Regions from separate parts of the Gossypium arboreum genome. Here region 1 is linked to region 2. The links are chromatin contacts, called in public Hi-C maps. All regions are on one chromosome and are shown on one strand. Each heading gives the region's core, a stretch centred on a gene start, on an enhancer-like site or on the middle of the called end of the contact. The rest is flanking DNA. Distances are from core to core; before and after follow the strand shown.

Region 1 (3,092 bases), core at 213-2,712, 140 kb before region 2:
AGTTGATGCCATTCCCTAGTAAGTATTTTCAGCATTGAACATTAACCCACAGAGGTGCATGTCCCATCCACTAACGCAGTGTCGTGCAGGGATCGTGTATTCCTTCCTATCACAAAAAACGGACGGTTCCGTGTTTTGCCTCCCACTAATGGAGTGTCAGGTAGGGGTCGTGTATTCCTCTCGAACAGTAGTAGATGTTGAAGTTGCAAGTGTTTCATTTGACGTTGAAAATTCCACATATAACTTAAGATAGGGTGATCCACTAGCGAGGTGCGTCTGCATCATCGCCTCCAAGCACGAGCACCTTTGATATCAAATGAGTCATATGTCACGGGATCAGTCAAAACACAAAATTGATACTTAATAGACGAAACTCTCATTGGCGTTGTTCCGAAGATTTTACACCTAATTCTTTTACGAAGTTCTGTCAATTCTATGTTCTGGTTAAAAACCAGTCACGCTGTGTTCTCCAATAAAAATACAATACCGTCCTTGGTGTCATGGACCTCACCGCCCGTAGTAAATAACAACACTAATACGTCCACTCATTTTCAACAAAATTATCTGTCTAAAAAAATTCAAAACAAAAAACATTATGCAAAAATATAATGATTCGTATAAATATTAACACAATAAATCAACTTATACCTTTTCAACTTCTTCAATTTCTATTCTTTTGAACTTCTTCAATTCCTCTCATTGTAATTTATGCAACAAGAGAATGAAATTTGGGTCATTTATAGCCTAAGAAATAGTGGGATGCACTGTCACCAGCACTGTTGAAAAGAGCGTCCAGTTAAGAGCTTTTTTAGTACTTTTACTGACAATGCATTGAGCTTGAAGCGTTTTTCAACCCCAACTATCAGATTTCTCGAGAATCTTGGGATATTTTTCAGAACCATCTTCTCAAATTTATTTTTTCAGAATCATTAGTACAAAAAAAGTCTAGTTGGAAGCTTTTTCTGTACTATTATTGACTATACAAAAAAACAAAAACAAAATCCATCTCGTCAAATAATTTTTTCAGAACACATCATGTGAAATTTATTTTTTCATATCCCATCTTGTCAAATTTATTTCTTCCAAAACAATACTTAGTAATTAAAAAAATCAAATAATAAAACCCTAAACACTAGACCCTAAATCATAAATTATTTTTTCTTAAACCCAAAATAAACTCCAAACCCTAACTTAAGCCCTAATTTACAAATAACCCAAAATCCCTAATTAAACACGAGGAAAAACACGTCCCATTAGCGCTTTTTACTAAAGCTCGTCCACGTTAGCACGCTTTTGCCTAACACGAGGAAGAACACGTCTTCATCGGTGTGCTTTTCTGCGTTTTCCCCTAAAAACACGTCCATATCAATGCGTTTTAGTGTTTTTAATTTATTCCAATAATTATTTTTTGAAGCAACCTATTTTCATATATAATTTCAGAAATGAGCCTTTTTTGGTACTATTATATTTATTAATTTTAGGCCTGTGGTGCAAAACATTGGCCCACTTCAAGCATATAAAGGCAGCGCAGGCCGTCGTGGTGACCGCAGTCTAGAAACATCTTTAAAAAGCCACGGCAATTCTCAAGCCTTTGAACCCCGAAAGCTCAAAACCAGACACTTGCTCAAACCCAAAGAAACTCCCTTTGTTTCGATATCGATTTCTGATCCTATTCATAACATGGTGAGTTCTGTTTGAGTAATTTTATCGAACACATACAATGCGTTACCAACAACTAATCGATACTTGCCTTGGGTATTGCAGTCGGTTACTTTGCATACAAATCTTGGTGACATTAAGTGCGAGATCTTCTGCGACGAGGTCGCTAAAACGGCAGAGGTTAGGACCCCCTTTTCCTTCAATTATTTTCCTTCTTTTATTTCCTTTTCAGTACTTTGATTTTATTTATCAGAAAATAATACTAGCTTAAGCTTCTGCTGCCGCAAGCTGTTCAGAAAGATAGTCAGAAGATGATAAAGTATACGTTATGATTAGAATTCCGCTTAAAGTCGGTACCAATTGGTGTGCCCTAAACCCAAGTTTGTAATTTAACTTCTTTAGCCCTGAAGTTGTGAAATTGGAGAGGAATTCTATGTAGTTTTTTTTGGAGATTATGACTTATATTTTTCTGTTACACTTGAAGGGTGATTTTCTCCGTCTTTATTAGTAAGTTACCTCACTATATATAGATATAATTTTGCTATATACCTGTACACTATTTTGCTTAGACTCCTATTTTCTTAAGCACTCGTGTTTGGAGCTATGTCCAACACATATCCGAACATGAGTTTAGGAATACGATCCTCCAAGGACCTTTCAAATACAGGATAAAAATTGAACTTATCCGTATCAGATACATACCTGCATCTCACACTCACACTTGAGAGCACGTAACATGGCCTATACTTGTATGTTTTCCTTTTTCAATGTATAAATGTAAATTTAACTCTTGCTTGCTTTAATTAAATGGATAAATTTTAAACTCATACGGTGCACAGCTTCGTGATGCATCTGTTTCAGTGAAATGCTTTTGTTGTGATTTATAAATTACTTATTGTTTCTTACTTTTTTTTCCCTTGTAAATAATACTAATATTTCATTTGGATGCAGAACTTCTTGGCACTCTGTGCTAGTGGTTATTATGATGGGACTATATTTCACAGGAATATTAAAGGGTTTATGATTCAAGGTGGAGACCCGACCGGAGCAGGCAAAGGGGGAACTAGCATATGGGGCAAGAAGTTCAATGACGAGATCAGAGAATCCCTCAAGGTATGCTAAGTTTAATAGTTAGTGAAACAATAAAGTTTTACATCGTGAACTTCGGCTCATGCTATCTTTCGAGGTTTTTCGAGAGAAGTTTGTCACCCAACCTTTACCCATTAAGGGAAGGGGGGGGGGGGCGCAGGGTGGAAACTCTCTTCTTTCTCGTCTGCTTCTGCTGATTAAGGAGATTGGTTAGCTTTCTAATGGAGAACCTATACTCTCCATTTGATGTCCAGGTTTTAACCTTGCTGAGTAAATGGAAACTAGCTTAGCCGACTTTTCCTTTATCTACCATGGAGTTTGTCTAGCTGCTATGCTATTTGAGT
Region 2 (3,478 bases), core at 249-2,748:
TTACGAATTTAGGCATGGTATGAAATAATATTTGATAGAAAATAATATTAAGGTTACGAGGAAACAATTGGATTAGGTCAAAGGGATATGATTTAATTAGAGATTTAGACTGAGTTTCAAATGATAAAAGGTTCTAGACAGACAGAATATGGGAAAAATAAAAAAGAATTATTATGAGTACCTGAGAAATGAGAATATTCAACGATTACGCGTTTTATTTGACTTTTTCTGCAACATGTTTCAGCTGCTGCGTTCTGCGGCGCTCATCATTAATCGAAATTCTTTGAAGTCCACAAACCCATCTCCATCCTTATCGACGCCTCTAATCATGCGCTTACACTGTTTAAGACTGCACTTGTTGAACCCTAGGCTAATCAAAACATTGCGCAATTCTTTGGCCGAGATGAATCCGTTTTTATCTTTATCGAAGATGAGAAAAGCGTCCATTAAATGATCGTCGTCGCCGCTGCTGCAGCTAGAAATTGCTCCGTCGCTGGTGGTGTTGACAACCGCGTGCATGAACTCATCCAAATCGATGAAACCGTCGCCGTTGAAATCCATTTCTCTAATCATACCTTCCGCTGCTTTGGAGGCCGTGGATTTTTCATGTCCGAGGCATAAAAGCACCTGTCTGAGCTCCAATGAAGATATCTTCCCATCGCCATTTGCGTCCATCACTTTGAAGACTTGTTTAAACTGATTTGACAGTTCCATGGTAGCAAAAGACGATGTTATCACATCGCAACTCGATGGTAACCGGTGGTGCTTTGATCTTCTCTTGCAACGGTCGACGTGAAGGAACTGTTGAACTCTCTTAAACAGAGAGATCCAACAGGTTTTCCAAGAACTTAGCATAATCCAATGAAAGGAAAGCTCGTAAAAAAGAATGGTACTTGTCTTGCTAGGAATGGTGGCTGTTTGCAATCTTCGATGGTAGAAAGCTGAAAACGGAAAGTTATGGCTCTTTTCAAGAAACTTAGTAATTTGTCAACTAGCAATAATTTTTATGGGGACAATACCTTTGGGAAAAGACCTAATAACCCCTATTGAGAAGGGATATTCTCCGTCATTTTCAACCTTGTGAAACGGATAGGGAGAAGGGTAGTAATGGAGAATCAAAATTTTGACGAAGTCTTTTTAACGTAGTGATATTGTTGATTAAGTCTCTTTTGTCTGGTGGATGCCAGCTGAATTGATAAAAAACAAGCAGCTACCGAATGGGGACCGGCATAACTATGCTCGTGTTTGGCTTTTAGATGTCGCGGCCGCCGCAGCTTTGCCTTCAGCTTTTTGGAAGGAAGCCAAGCAACTAGTTTCAACATTTTCGAGTTCTTATCCCAAACTCTTTACACTTTATACAACGACAAATCATGGTAGTTGATGCTTTCCTCCATTACTTAACCCCTCAAGCCCAAGCTTGCCTTTCTTTTACCAATCTCAAGCTCTCAACATAGTCTAGAAATTTTAAGTTCCCAAGTAATGGACAATAATAGGACTCTAAACCGGAATTTCAATCACTTGTCTATCAAGAAATTGAGAAGTGTCAAACTCACGTATTTAATAAGAAAATTTCTTACAGAAAAAAAAAAGTAATGTTCTGAAAATCATTTCAAGGGAAAATAATAATAACTATCATACAACAGAAAATTCCCCAGATGATATCTATGAATAGAGCTCTGCATACACTGAAACTATATTACCGGTGACAATTATTATAAAACTAAAAGAGAGGGTGAAAACTTTTAGAGTAAGATGAGAGGTAAACGAAAGCAAATATATCACACATCCAAACGACGGTCCAATTTTACCAAGGTCAACAGGATCGCAGTAAAACAGGGCCCACAGAGGAGCTAAGCATATCGCTAAGAGCTACCTGGACCTCATTTGAACCATGCTCACAACTTATCAAGCTCGCAAGAAGTGGGAAGAATTGAACCAAGTTCTTCTCGAACAAGGTGTCTCCCAAACTACAAATGGCCTGGAGAGTCGCCACAATCAGTGGTGCACGGGAAGCCAATTCTCTCCGTTTCCCAGAAACTGAAGGAATCAACCACTGGCTTTGCTCCTCCGGAGATGTTTCAGAAGTCTGCCCAGACCGTGCAGTTTCTATATAAAACAGTAATACCTCCTGGCAAAGATCAACAAGATGGGACTCTACTTCAACCTCCTCGTACCTTGGAGGCCTATCTAGTATCAGATTCTGCAAGAGTGTAAGGCAAAACTGATACGCCTCATTCTCAAGACGCAATAGGGGAGGATCTTGCGTTTGGATCATGGGGCCAAACTCTTGAAGCTTGGATTGTAACAGAGAATCGATGTTGATCCTGTGAGCATGGGAAGCCACATCATGTATTGCTTCATAGAGGACTAAGGTGTTCTTAGCTGAAAGATGAGTTCGATACATGTTGTAGATTTCCATCATCGCCTGTCAGTAGAATAAGAACAGCAAAATCAGACCAAAAGTAAAAGTTAGCACACTTAAAACTTTAAAAAAAAATTAAAACCAATTATCTAGTTAGATATTTGTGCAAATATAAATATAAATGAAAAAGGAAATGAAAAAAAAATGAACAGTTAGCACTAGTTTTTTTTTTAGAAATTTGCAATTTAAAAAATGGTCTTAATAATCAAGTCTGTGTTCCATAATTCTGACAATGTGATTAGATTAAAAAGTATAGTTCTCAACCTGTATAAAAATTCAAATATCTTTACATGTTCTATGATACAAGGAAAGGTTTCTAATGATTTTTAAATATTAAGACGAGAAGTCTACCTGAATCAATAAAAGCTGAACAGCAGCTCGGCATTTTGCTTCTGATAAAGAAGCATAAATATGCTGTGTTCTCAGGCTCTCTGAACCGCCCTGAGATGTGTCAGAACCAGCAGAAGCCTCATTACCTTGGCTATTCAAAGCATGCTCATTGGTTCCAGCCATATTATCCCCACTAACAACGCATGAAAAATCAGGAAGTGTTGCATTAGCTGCTTCTTTTAATGAATAACCTACTTCCAGCCACTTCTCCTCAGAAAAAAGATCTCCTGCATTGCTCATCAAACGTACAAATGCAGCAGTTCCAATACCGGCTAGGCTTTGGTGGGGACGCTTGATAAAACTTATGAGCAAAGAGAGAACCTTCCTCAAAAGTGGATGGACGGTATTATAAAAGTTCACAAAAAGATCTACAACTAATTGGAGTGCCAATGTACATGTCTCATAGAGCCATGCATCTTGATCAAGTTCATCCATGTCATTAACAATTCCCTCCTCATTTGAGTCACCACCTGCTGGATCAATACCATGACGCACATAGTCAAATATCGGAAAAAGGACAGATTCAAACACCCTTTCCCACAAAGGCAATGAGAAGAGGTGACCATGGTTGCGCAAAGTTTCAAACAACAGTTCTAAAGCATTCTTCCTAATTTCTGGCCTAGGGTCAAAACTGAGTTCTGATAAACCTGCAAAGAAAAATGTGAG

The links. Hi-C and Micro-C count contacts between places; a contact is called where the count stands out from the background.
Region 1: a contact with region 2 is called in a Hi-C map of leaf, with 5 times the contacts expected there. The contact joins the promoter of LOC108468054 here to the promoter of LOC108477492 in region 2. A contact is called at or near these places in 2 of 5 Hi-C or Micro-C datasets (both in leaf).

The regions. Positions count from the first base shown.
Region 1 is chr8:23,992,750-23,995,841 of ASM2569848v2, reverse strand. LOC108468054 (peptidyl-prolyl cis-trans isomerase CYP18-1) reads left to right here and starts at 1,462. Exons shown (of 5, transcript XM_017768907.2): 1 at 1,462-1,683; 2 at 1,765-1,839; 3 at 2,611-2,772. The coding sequence starts at 1,681.
Region 2 is chr8:23,847,951-23,851,428 of ASM2569848v2, reverse strand. It overlaps LOC108477492 (probable calcium-binding protein CML23), which reads right to left and starts at 1,498. Exons shown (of 2, transcript XM_017780037.2): 1 at 182-1,498. The coding sequence starts at 855. The coding sequence ends at 241. It overlaps LOC108479290 (brefeldin A-inhibited guanine nucleotide-exchange protein 2-like), which reads right to left. Exons shown (of 11, transcript XM_017781794.2): 10 at 2,774-3,459; 11 at 1,570-2,425. The coding sequence ends at 1,814.